Regions from separate parts of the Sus scrofa genome. Here region 2 is linked to region 1. Evidence: chromatin contacts called from public HiChIP or PLAC-seq data. All regions are on one chromosome and are shown on one strand. Each heading gives the region's core, a stretch centred on a gene start, on an enhancer-like site or on the middle of the called end of the contact. The rest is flanking DNA. Distances are from core to core; before and after follow the strand shown. Region 1 holds the start of CENPU (centromere protein U). Region 2 holds the start of ACSL1 (acyl-CoA synthetase long-chain family member 1).

Region 1 (6,651 bases), core at 1,238-3,737:
TTCTGTATGTATTCGGTAAATGGGGAATACTGCAGTGTGTCCTTCCTAGGGAGCTGAAATCTTGTGTAGTCACAGCACAATTTTCAGGTCACTGACATAATTATCTAATCATATCCAAGTTTCATCAACTGCCCCATCACATCCTTTAACCTTTCCCCCACACTCAGCATTTTCTAAAAGGACAAATAAAACCCCCAAAAAACAAGAAGAAAATTTTCTTTCTTTTTTGTCTTTTCTAGGGCTGCACTTGTGGCATATAGAGGTTCCCATGCTAGGGGTCCAGTCGGAGCTGCAGCGCCGGCCTACACCAGAGCCACAGCAACACCAAATCGGAGCCACGTCTGCGACCTACACCAAAGCTCATGTCAACGCCAGATCCGTAACCCACTGAGCAAGGCCAGGGATCAAACCCAAAACCTCATGGTTCCTAGTCAGATTCGTTAACCACTGCGCCACGACGGGAACTCCGAAATCTTAAGAAGAGAATATAAAATATAATAGTACCATGCACTGAACATAGTATTTCATATACCCCTTGTTTTATGTGTGTGTACGTACTGTGTGTGTGTGTACTCACTGTGATGTAAACATCATTGCTGTGAATTACAGTAAGAACAGAAAAAGTTTGGTTCTCAAGCTTTCAGGCATCAGACTCACCTGGAGGGCTTGTTAGAACAGACCACTTAGCCCATCTCCAGAGCAGCAGCTGATTCAGTAAACCTGGGATGGCCTCTACGCTTTTGCATTTCTAGCATGCTCCTAGTGCAGCTGGTCAGGGAACCACACTTTGAAAACCACTGCTTTATTTGAATCTCAGACCCCAAAGAAGGGAGAATAGGTATTGGTGTAAGGCATCTATGATTCTGGGGTCCTGGAAAGGTAAGTAACGTCAGTGGTCACAGCCAAGTGACAGAAATGGGACTAGAAACCGATCACATACTTTCTTAACCTACTCTTTCTAAGGACCCCTGCCTTATCTGTGCTCAGATCCACAGGTCAAGTTTCCTTCTCACCTAGGCAAGGAGCAAGAAGAGACTCCTAAAAGATGGAAATCTCCTTGATAACATATGTCAAACTTTCATTTTGGGGGGGGAGGATGAACAGATTTCATGAATCTCAAAAGGCAAAAATGTTACATGTATGTGTATATGTTTGTGTACAGAGAGAGAGAACCACCCCCCCACTGGCCTAGCAGATAAAGTTTAACTCTTGTCACCTGATGTTTCAAGGCTCCAATATTTTTTCCCAGTCCTCCTCCCCACTGTGGGCGTCTTAGGTTCTTCCCCACTGGCCACTGGAATCTAGTCTCAGTTTACTCCACCTCCCTGCTTTGTCTTGCCCCAGCCTTTCCCCTATGCTGTCGGCTTGCCTCTACCATCACCCCACATCTACAAATGCACCTTCTCCGGGAAGCCTTCCCACGGTCCAGGTGGAACTCCTTTGCAGACTAATCAAAGCAAGCCAAGGCCCCTCCAGCCAGGACCAGACACCACCAGCAAGATACTTGCCAACAAATCCAGAGGGAATAACATTTTAGAGAGCAGTTTTGCAATCTATTTTAAATTGCATGCCCTTTTTGATTAAAAACAAAAAACCTTGCCCCATCCTGGCTGGAGTGCTCCTTTAAGAACCACAAGCAGCCGGCCGGAGATGTAGTTCAACTTTATGGTCTGTGGTTTGTGTTATAAAAACAAGCAAGGTCTTGAAAATAAGAATACTGACTACCAGCCAGAGTGTAAAAGCCACTAGAATGTGATGTCTGGCAAGTGGTAGAGTGGTACGCCCTCATAAGTTATTTGTTGGACAGTTCGTTTTAAAATGTTTTGTCTACTTTAGACTACACTCACCCAAAATGATGCTAACACTAGCCAGCGTTCTCGCCTGCCCGTCAGGCACCGTTATAAACTGTAACTCCTCTAAGCTTCCCCGTAATTCCTAGAAAATTGTGACTATTATTACTCCCCTTTTACAGACCTGGAAACTTATCGCTAGGACAAACAGCACAGTGCCAGAACCAGGCAGCACCAACAGCTCCGAGAGGCCCAAGATCCGCGGAAGAGAAAGAAGATAAAGTGGGCCCCAACCTGCGTCGCGAGGGTCCTCAATACCTACCCTGAGCGCGTTACTCGTCCCGGCTGGGCCATCACGGCCCACAGCTCCCTGCGCCCGCGCAGCTCCTGAAGCTCCCGCCAAACCCCGCGCTGCTCCCAGCGGCCAATCGGGGCCGAGCACGCGGGCACGCCTCCCGCCCCGCGCCCGGTCTTACACACAGGCGGGCTAGGGCTCTTCCCCGTCCTAGAGCGCTAGAAAAAACCCGGTCTGGTACTGCGCTAGAGCGGATTTGGAGTCCAGGCTTTAAAACCAGTTGCTGACAGTGCATGATACGCCAAACATTTGTCGGGTTTTTCCTCTCACCCACGTGCCTCGCCCTTTTTCCTAAGTTCCAAAGAGTCAGAGCCGCCAGGGCCCGCCCTTGGGGGCGGGAGGGGGAGGAGCCAGAGCCGGAACTGGAGAGGGCGCCCGCCTGTGAGGGGCGGATCCAAACCCAGGGTGGGACCGCTGGGTGCTTAAGCGCCTGCGCAGCTATCTAGAGTAAAGATTTGGAAATAAGGTTTGATTTTTAGTCTGCCAACGCCTGTAATCAGTTGTGTCATCTTGGCTTATTATTTTATTTCTACCCCAGTTTTTTCACTCATAAGTGGGGAGGGCCTTTTCTGGAGCTAATATTCTCTGATTCTTTACTTTCTCTCTAAAAAATGCATTATCCTGCAAAAGATGATTTTGGACCCCTATCACCCCCCCAAAAAAAATAACTCACTCAAAATGGATCAAAGACCTAACTATAAGGGCTAAAACTATAAAACTCTTAGAAGAAAATATAGGGCAAAAGCTTTATGACATTGGATCTAGCAATGATATCTTGAATCAAGACATCAAAAAGCACAGTTTAGGATGATGAAAGAGTTCTAGAAGTGGCTAATGGTGGATGGTTGCATAGCCATGTGAATATTCTTAAGTAGTGCCACTAAATGGTACAGTTGAAAGTGGCTAAAATGCTAAACTATATGTTACGTATATATCACCACAATAAAAATTATTAGAGTTCATGCACATAATATAGCATATACAAAGATAAAATGGAGCACACAGATGGTCACCACTGGATAGGAAATTAATATTTATCATTCCTGGAGTTCCTGTCGTGGCTCAGTGGAAATGAATCTGACTAGTATCCATGAGGACAAAGGTTTGCTCCCTGGCCTCATTCAGTGGGTTAGGAATCTGGCATTGCCAGTGAGCTTTGGTGTAGGTGGCGACATAGCTTGGATCTGGCATTGCTGTGGCTGTGGCATCGGCTAGTGGCTATAACTCTGATTGGACCCCTAGCCTGGGAACCGCCATATGCCATGCGTGCAGCCCTAAATAGACTATACACACACACACACACACACACACACACACACACACACACACATATATATTTACTTAATTACATAATTACAAAGTAATACATATATATATATTTATTTATCATTTCTTCCAAGGATAACCACACTTCCAATGTTGCGTTTCTCATTCCCATGTTTTTCTACCTTGCTATATTCCTAAAATGTTATTTATTGTATATTTTTAAACTTTATACAAATAATATTTGGATGTATTGTGCAAGTGCTCTTACTCAAAGATATAAATTTTAGGTTTATTCACAGTGATGCATGTAGCTCTCATGCATTCATTTTTGTAATGCATTAAGTAAATATATCACATTTTCTTTATTCATTCTTCTATGTATGGATAGATCAGTTGTTTTCAGTCTTTCTGCTGTTACCAATGATGCCCAGCTAAACGTCCCTGTAAGTGTCCTGCAGGGTACACAGCTACGAGACAGGGATAGACGCAGCAGAGCTATTATTGTCTCATGGGATAGAGACATTTTCAGCTATGTGAGAATGCCAATATTTACACATTGTTTTATAAGCAATTAATAAAATCTTCCTGGTTACATATACTTGTCAATACTTAGAATTTTCAATACTTTAAATGTTTTACCTAACTAGCAAGTTAAATGGTATCTTATTGTGTTTTTGATTGCATTTCTCTTAAGTTGATCATATTCTCCTTGGTTATAGGTCCATCCTGATTCCTTTTCAGAAAAATACCTGCTCACCCCACCTATGAATCACTAGGGCAATTGCCAGAGAAGAGTAAATTGCCTTTGAGGTATTGAAGGTACTTCCCCACTGAATGTAGAAATAGTGTTCCTGGAATCTCAGAAAATTGTCACCCTTAAGAGTGTCAGGGGAGTTGTCTCGTGGCGTAATGGTTAACATTCTATCCCAGGCCAAGGAACTTCTGCATGCTGTGGGTGCTGCCAAGAAAGAGAGAGAAAGAGAGGAAGGAAGGAAGGAGGAAGGAAGGAAGGAAGGAAGGAAAGAGGGAGGGAGGAATAAGAAAGGGAATGTGGAAAGGAAGTTTCATTTCCCAGGAAAGCGACTGTTGTCAAACCTTTTGTGCTATGGGTCCAAAAAAAGAAACTATCCAGTTGTTAAAACAAGAAGAGGTTCAGTGCTCTGGATGGAAATAAAAACTCAAACCAAATAGGTTTAAATAATAAAGCAATTTATGAACTCATGTCACTGAAAAGTCCAGTGCTAGGATGGTTGTCAAGCTTAGTTTGAGCTAGAGGTTGGAGAAGCCATCAAGGCTTTGAATCCATTTTCTTGCCCTTCTTATATGGTCAGCCTTTTCCTCAGCCTGGATCCTGCCATTATCATCATCATCGCCTGGATTTATTGAGCTTTTACTATGATCTAGTCATTGTTCTAAGTGTTTAGTATTTATGAAACCATTTAATCCTCTCAGTAACCCTATGTGGTAGGCTCCAGAATCCCACTGTACATATGAGGAAACTAAGCAGCAGCCCCGCAGGTAGTAAGTGGCTCTGGCTGCACTAGATCTGAGGACTCTGGCCCAGAGCTTGCATCTGGCAGCCCTTCCAAGTCTCACCTCAGAATTCCATCCTTCAGAGACAGAGAGCAGCTATGTCCCAGCATTCCCAGAAGAAGGCCTAAGATTTACTCTGATTAGATGAGCTGTCATGATGTACCTACCATTATTAGCCAGAGTTCCAGAGAGACAGAACTAATAGGATATGTGTGTGTGTGTGTGTGTGTAGGTAGACAGACAGACAGACAGCTATGTGTGTGTAGATACATGATAGATAAATAGATAGATGATAGATAGATAGATAGATAGTTTTATGGAATTATCTCACACAATTAATTATGGACACTGGCAAGTCAGAAATGACCAGCAACCTAGAAATCCAGGTAAAGGTTGATGTTGCAGCCTTGAGTCTGAGTTCTTCAGAGCAGCAGCCTAGAAACGCAGACAGAATTTCCAAGTTGAAGTCTGTTCCCAGTCCCCATCCCCTCACAACCACCTACTTTGTTCTCTGTATCTCAAAATCTGTTTGGTTATGTTTGTTCACTTGTTCTTTTTTTTGACTCCACGTATAATTGAAATCATAGAGTACTTGTCTTGGCCTCACTTATTTCAATGAGCGCAATAGTCTCTAGATCCACTGATGTTGTCACAAATGGCAAGATTTCATTTTTATGGCTAAGATTCCATTGTGTGTATGTGTGTGTATATATATATACCACATCTTCTTTACCAGCCATCAACTGTTGATGGGCACTTGGGTTGTTTCCATATCTTGGCTATTGTAAATAATGAGCGTGGGGGCGTGGTTCATGCATCTTTCTAATTAATGTTTGCATTTTCTTCAGATAAATACCCAGGAGTGGAATTGCTGGATCATGGCAATTCTATTTTTAATTTTTTGAGGACTCTCCATACTGTTTTCCGTAGTGGGTGCACCAATTTTCCCCCCACCAACAGTGCCTGAGGGTGCCCTTTCTCCACATACTCCCCAACACTTGTTATTTGTTGTCATTTTGGGGGGGGGGCATTCCCACAGCATGTGGAAGTTCTCTGGCCAGGGATTGAACCTGCACCACAGCAGCAACCAGAGCCACTGCAGTGATAGCACCAGATCCTTAACCCACTGCATCACAAGAGAGCTCCAAAAAGCTCTTTGGTCTGATGTAGTCCCATTTGTTTATTTTTGCTTTTGTTTCCCTTACCTGATGAGAAAAAAATATTACTAAGCATAGTGCTATGTTTTCTTCCACGGATTTTTATGGTTTTAAATCTTACATTTAAGTCTTTAGGCCATTTTGAGTTAATTTTTGTACATAGTGTGAGAGAGTAGTCCAGTTTGATTCTTTAGCACGTAATTGTCTAGTTTTCCCAATACCATTTATTGAAGAGTCTATCTTTTCCCCACCGTATATGCCTGCCTTCTTTGTTGTAGATTAATTGCCCATGTAAGCATGGATTTATTTCTGGGCTCTCTATTCTGTTTCATTGATTTATGTGTCTGTTTTTGTGCCAGTACCATACTATTTTGATGGCTGTAGCTTCATAGTATCTATGGTGCAGTCCTGAGGCAGGATTCTTTCTTTGGGAAATCTCAGCTGTTGTTCTCAAGGTCTTCAACTTATTAGATGAGGCCCACCCATCTGCTTTACTCAGAGTTTACCGATGTAAATATTAATCACACCTTAAAAAAATATCTTTGAAGTC
Region 2 (6,724 bases), core at 224-2,723, 82 kb after region 1:
AAAAGTCCCCCCCCCCAAAAAAGAACAAGACTCCCAAGCCTGGCTCCACACTGATGGGAAGCAAGGTTTCCTTTAAAAGTCCACCTTCTCAAGCCCACCCAACCAGACTGTCAACTCACACCTTAGGTTTTAAATCAACCTGACCTGCCACCTCCACCTGAAAATGCTCAATCAGCCAGAAGGCTTTGATTGGCTTTTTGTTTAAGTGTTTAAGTAAATAACTGTTTACAGTGAGATAATCATAGATGAAATTTGTGTCAGAAACTGGAATTTAAGCAGTTTCTCTTGGTCTAAAGGAAGGGGAGTTCTCTTATAGTGCTTCGGGTTAAGGATCTGGGGTTGTCCCTGCAGCTGCTCCGGTCGTTGCTGTGGCACGGGTTCCATCCCTGGCCCAGGAGTTTCCACATGCCCCAGGTGGGGCCAAAAAATAAAACAAATAAAATAAAAAATAAATTTAGAAAATAAAAGGAAGCATATTAACAGTTGGGGCACTTATTCCTGCACTAACAAGAAGCTTAGAAGTCTGAACTTTAAAAGGCAAGGGCACTTTTATAATGGTCTTAATTAAGCTCCATAACCTTGGAAGTAGGTTGGGTGAGGAAGGGGTGTGCTATTCTAACGTACACACTGATTGGCGAGAGCATCCGTCTCTAGGTTCTCGTCCACGTGTTCGTTCAAGCCACCTACCAGCACTCTCCGTCTAGGCTGCAAGGTGATAGATAGCATCATTTTTGCTTCCTATTTTCAAAAAATGCCAGACTCCTCAAATGACTCACTCCATCACAGCTCTGCGCAGCGGCACGGGCACTACTGTGGAGGCACCGCGAGAATTTCCACATGTGGCAACCCGCTTCCGATGCTGCCTTTGACCCTCCCGCAAGCGCCGCGCGCAGGAGCCACCATCGCGCGGAGGCTGGGTCACAGCCTGCACCGATGCGTCCACGCGCGATCGGAGCGCGCCTCAAACCCCGCCCAGGGGCAGGAGGGAGGTCGGACCGAGAGAGCACCGTCACCGCGCCGCGGGATCATCCCTCGCATCTGCAGCCCCGGGTCCCGCTTCTCGCCAGGCCGGTCCTCGCCGTCATAAAAATAAGGATCCAGTCCCGCGGCCCGCGTCACCCACACGCCGCGGTGCACCAGCCCGGCGCCGTCCGCAGGGAGCCGAGGGCCGATATCCCCGGCTCCGGCACAGGAAGCGGCGGCGGCTCGGGCGGCCCGGAGGCCTCAGTTGCAGCGGGAACCCAGGGGGCCGCAGGGCAGAGGCCGGAAAAGCGGCACGTCCCGGCTAGCCGAGGGCCGGCTCGCGCGCCTCTGCTGAGGCCGCCGCCTCCCAGGCTCCTGCCGGCGGAGCAGCATCAGCCTCGCGGCTCCGCTAAGACCTCGGGGCCACAGCGTGCACGGACACGGTTCCTCGCGGCAGGAGCACTCACCTCCTCCGCAGGCCAGGCGGTTCGCCGCCGGCTGTCACCGCAGCCCACTGCCTGCCCTGCACTGGCTCCGAATGCTATTTAAGGGCGCCGCCGTCGCCGCCGTGAGCTGGCTGTGCCCCAGCCCCTACCGCTGTGGAGACAGGCTGCTGCCGGTGCGCGTGCCGCGCCCGCCCTGCCCGGTTCTCAGGCCCCGCCCCATCACAGAACACGCCCCCACATCAGGTCCCGCCCACCCGCCGCGCGCCGGCCTTCCCGTCAGGTCGCGCGCGTGCCGGCCGGGCAGCAGGTGGGGGAGTTCCGGGAAGCGTTGGGGAAACGCCTCTGAAGTAGCCCTAACTGTCCCGGGATTTCATAACGAATCCGAGGGGGGCAAAGAGCAAATTGTGGCGGTTCAGCCCAGAAGTCTGCGGTGCAGTTGGAGGCCGGGAGACGCCCTTTCGTGTCTTCCTTCCGCAACCGCGTGCCCCGCTGATTTGGCGGGCGGGGGCTTTCTTTTCCTATTTTATTTGGCAACGATGTGCAGGACTCCTTTTAACCCGGTTTCACCACTGCTCCCACGTGGGGTTTTGCCACAGACCTGGCTGGGAAGGCCCCAGTCTGTACTTCTGCAGCTGCCTGGACATGAAGCAACCGAAGAGATCACCCCGGGTATAGCTGGGGCCGCGCACTGGTTCCACGTCACTAATGGCAGTGTTCACCTGCCAAGTTCTTGGGGCCTGTCTGCTGCTCAGCCCTGGCGGTGCGGTTTTGAGGGCTACTGTCTGCATCCATGCGATGCCCATTAGGGGCCTTTCAGAGGCCAGCTTTTTTCAGGCTCCTAGCCCAAATGTTATTGTTCCTCTTAGCCCCCTGAGGTCTGCTGGTACCTTAACCTCTAATAACCGAGGTCCTGGTTACAGTGGTACTTGTGTCCAGCACTGCATGGCCGGCTCTTATCTGGAACTGCTTTGAGTTTGAGGCATGAGAAGAATTATTTTTATAATGCCTCTAATAATGACAGCCTTTACTGAAACATTTCACAATTATCCTATTGAATCTTCATCATAACCTTATGAGATGGGTGCTGTCATTAGTCCCTTTTTACAGATGAGGACACAGAGGTACGGGGAGGTCGAAAGCTAGTGAGGGCAGAAGTACACTGGGCCTCAGGCAATCTGCCTCCAGAGCAGTCCGTAATAGGCGAATGTACTTGTACTGACTTTGGTGTGAGCTTGTGCTCACTCAGGCCTCATACTCAACCTTAACTATGTGACAATACTCAGGCTGACTGTATGACAGTAGCCTAAGGACTGTCACTGGGCTTCTCTCACAGTCCCAGAACATCTGAACAGTGGCCACAGTAATTGTTTCCTCCCACAGCGTTTTCAGCGCTGTGCTACAGTGATGGTGGGGGCACTCCGCATTCTGATGGCCTCTGTAACAGGTCACTTCTCCTTGAGCTCCTTCTCCATCTAGGTCTTTTTTTTTTTTTTTTTTTTGCTTTTTAAGGCCATATCTGCAGCACATGGAGGTTCCCAGGCTAGGGGTCTAATTGGAGCTGTAGCTGCCGGCCTATACCAGAGCCACAGCAACACAGGATCTGAGCCGAATCTCTGACCTACACCCCAGCTCACGGCAACACCAGATCCTTAACCCACTGATCAAGGCCAGGGATCGAACCTGCAACCTCATGGTTCCTAGTCGGATCATTTTCGCTGCGTGATGGGAACTCCCATCTAGAGCTTCTAGATCTGGATTTTCCATTTAAAAGAAAAATAGGGAGTTCCCATCATGGCTCAGTGGTTAACGAATCCGACTAGGAACCATGAGGTTGCAGGTTCGATTCCTGGCCTTGCTCAGTGGGTTAAGGATCTGGTGTTGCCTTGAGCTGTGGTGTAGGCTGCCAGCTGCAGCTCCAATTCGACCCCTAACCTGGGAACTACCGTATTGGCCCTAAAAAGAACAAAAAGAAAAATGAAAAAATAGGAGTTCCCATTGTGACACAGCAGAAACAAATCCAACTAGTATCCGTGAGGATTTGGGTTCAATCTGTGGCCCTGCTGAGTGGGTTGGGGTTCTGGCATTGCTGTGAGCTGTGGTGTAGGTCACAGACATAGCTCAGATCCCACATTGCTGTGGCTGTGGTATAGGTCAGCAGCTGTAGCTCCTATTTGACCCCTAGCCTGGGAACCTCCATATACCACAGGTGCTGCTCTAAAAAGCAATAAAATGAAATAAAATAGTGTGAGCAGAGTTGGTTCCTTCTGCAGGCCGTGCAGGAAGACTGTTCCAGGCAGCTCTCATTGGCTTGAAGATGGCTTCTTCTCCCTATGTCCCCTTACATGGTTTTCCCTCTTATGTGCCTGTATCCAGATTTCTCCTTGCAATGACACTAGTCAAACTAGATTAGGGTCTATAGTAATGCCCTCATTTTAACGTGATTACTTCAGTTAAGAATCTCTCTCCAGACAAGGTCACATTCTGAAGTTCTAGGGGTTAAGATTTCAACATATATAGGGTGGGGGGCCCTCAGTTCAACCCATAACACGTGACAGTTGTCCTTGGCTGTCTCCTCTTATCCCCTTCCTCTCCAAGACATTTTCCCCCTATAGCATGCCTGTCCCTGGGTTTTAGCCCTTAATGCAGGTGGCTTCTCAGCTCAAGAGTGGGACAGGCATCCATTGCATCTCGAGTCCCACTTCTGTTGGCAGAAACTATTGTGTGACAATGGGAAGCAACTTCATTCCCCAGAAGTTCAGGTTTCTCCTCAGGAAGTAAGGCAGCTAGATGAAATAATTCCTCGGGTCCTTTTCGGCACTTTACAAAAATGCCGACAACTTTGCTTCCTAATCATTTTTAAAAGTTTCACAATTTATGGGGTTATTCCGCGACCATCAGCTAGACTTGCATGGGAGGCCGTACTGCACAATGGTTGAGAACAGAGGCTTTGGAGTTGGGCCACTGTGCATTAAGCCCCATCTCCTCTGTAAAATGAGATTAGTAGGACGTACCTTAGAAGGGAGGTGCCACAAGAACAGCCTATGGCCTCAGTCTTCTCTTTAAATGAATGTTCCACAGTCTATGGTTGAGGGATTCCATTTTGTGACTCGTGGAACAGTAGGAATCCAGTCTTAAACCTCTTTACTTTCTTTCTTCCAACTTCCTCTGTGGCCAAGTGAACAAGAGCCACTTGGATACTGCAGTGGAACGAATTTCCTAATGGAAGCCTGAGTCTTTTCAGTTGTTCTCACCCCTGTTACATTTTGGGTTGATGAAAACTTTTGTGGTTAATTCTGGCTAGGTCCAAATCTATATCTGTCTAAAACTGATCAATCCTCTAGACAAACTAAAGTGAGTCAAAGTCCTTTTGGAGACAAGCTGAAGGGCAGGTTGTCAATGGCTTTATCTCAAAAGCTCTCACAGGCCAGTGGCCCCTGCAAAGTTGTGATGATTACTATTGGCTACAACTTTTGAGCACAGTTCTCTGAACTATGGCCACATGGATTAATAATGGCCAATGTGCTCTCACTTCTAGACCTTGGGAGGTGTTGGTGGCAGGAGGTGGGTGTCACAATATGTATGGAGGCTGCATCTACGTTAGGCATATAACCATTTCTCCCATGAAACTGTAAGTGGTCAGAGAACAGAGAATCTTCATAAACCACCACCACCACTACCAACACGCTGCACGCCTCTGCACATCCTAGCATGGTATTTACACACGGTGCCTACTCCATTGTTGAACTGGACATATTTTTCTAAGTATTCACATGTGGTCAACCAAGCAAGGATTCAGGTTTTGTGAAGTGGGAAGTTTATGTAGTTTAGAGGGCCTCTTCAAGAAAATGACAAAGTTGGATATGAAATTAAATGTTTCTTTAGATCGAAAACAGAAATCCCAGTAAATTTCAAATTTAAAAAATTTATAACACTATACATTTCACCAAAACTAGGGAAAAAAATAAGCCTTTTATGAATTGTTTTTTCCTGACTTTATAATAAGCACTCTCACCCCCATTTTGGCTGCATACTCATTAATTGCTTCTTACTATGACATTTTAAAAAACTTTTGTTTTTTAGAACAGTTTTAGATTGACAGGAAAAATGCAGAGTTTCTATAAACCCCACACCCAACTGCTGCTCTGATTAACGTCTAACATTAGTGTGGTACATTTGTGAACACTGATGAGCCAGCATTGATACATTTTTATACCTAAAATTTACACTTTGCTCAGATTTCTTTGGTTTTTACCCAATGTTCTTTTTCTGTTCCCAGCCAGGATGCTCTATCACATTTGTGGTTATGTCTCCTTAGGTTCCTCTTGGCTCTGACAGTTTCTCAGATGATCCTGTTTTCGAGGACCTTCACCGTTTTGAGAATCACTGGTCGCTTTATTTTGTAAAATGTCCTTCTATTGGGATTTGTCTGATGTTTTTCTCCTAATAAGCCTGGGCTATACATCTGGGGGCAGGAGACCCCATATGACATTTTACAACATGATTTTCTATAGAGACAATAGATGGAAAGTACTCTTTCTTTCCTTCAACATGGCTGATGAATTTTTAAAAATGAGTTGTTTTTTTGTTGTTGTTTTTGTTTTTTGTTTTTTTGTCTTTTATCCTTTTAGGGCTGCACTCTTGGCTTATGGAGGTTCCCAGGCTAGGAGTCTAATCGGAACTGTAGCTGCCAGCCTACGCCAGAGCCACAGCAACTCGGAATCCGAGCTGTGTCTTCGACCTACACCACAGCTCACGTCAATGCTGGATCCTTAACCCACTGAGAAAGGCCAGGGATGGAACCCGAAACCTCATGGTTCCTAGTCAGATTTGTTTCGCTGCACCATGACAGGAACTCCAAAAATGGGTTTTGATTAGATGTTGATGAGAACCAAATCCAGGGATTTCCATTTTGTTTATTTTATTTTATTTTAATTTTTATGGCCTCACCTGTAGCATATGGAAGTTCCTGGCTAGGGATCAAATCAGAGCTGCAGCTGCTGGCCTGCACCACAGCCATAGCAACACCAGATCCGAGCTGCATCTGCGACCTACTCTGCAGCTTGTGGCAATGCCAGATCCTTAACCAACAGAGCAAGGCCAGGGATTGAATCCAAATCCTGACAGAGCCTATGCTGGGTCCTTAACCAGAGCCACAACGGGAACGCCAGGGATTTTCATTTTAAACAAGTGCTGATCAGAATTTTCAGCAGTATAGCTCCTAGCTGTGTACCTTTAACCCCATGTTTCTCTTTCATGGCCCACATACTGCCAGATGCCTTAAGACAGGTTGATAAGAAGATATGACCACTGGCTCT

What was found. HiChIP or PLAC-seq counts read pairs in DNA pulled down with a chosen protein or histone mark.
Region 2: an H3K27ac HiChIP or PLAC-seq map of skeletal muscle shows a contact between it and region 1. The contact joins the promoter of ACSL1 here to the promoter of CENPU in region 1. A contact is called at or near these places in 12 of 47 Hi-C or Micro-C datasets (alveolar macrophages, blood, brain and 4 more) and 2 of 2 datasets of contacts at active chromatin or transcription factors (alveolar macrophages and skeletal muscle).

Annotation. Positions count from the first base shown.
Region 1 is chr15:45,848,974-45,855,624 of Sscrofa11.1, forward strand. It overlaps CENPU (centromere protein U), which reads right to left and starts at 2,488. Exons shown (of 12, transcript XM_013984043.2): 1 at 2,113-2,488. The coding sequence starts at 2,144. PRIMPOL (DNA-directed primase/polymerase protein) reads left to right here. Exons shown (of 15, transcript XM_021076332.1): 15 at 1,973-2,079. The coding sequence ends at 1,992.
Region 2 is chr15:45,931,639-45,938,362 of Sscrofa11.1, forward strand. ACSL1 (acyl-CoA synthetase long-chain family member 1) reads right to left here and starts at 1,474. Exons shown (of 21, transcript NM_001167629.2): 1 at 1,431-1,474.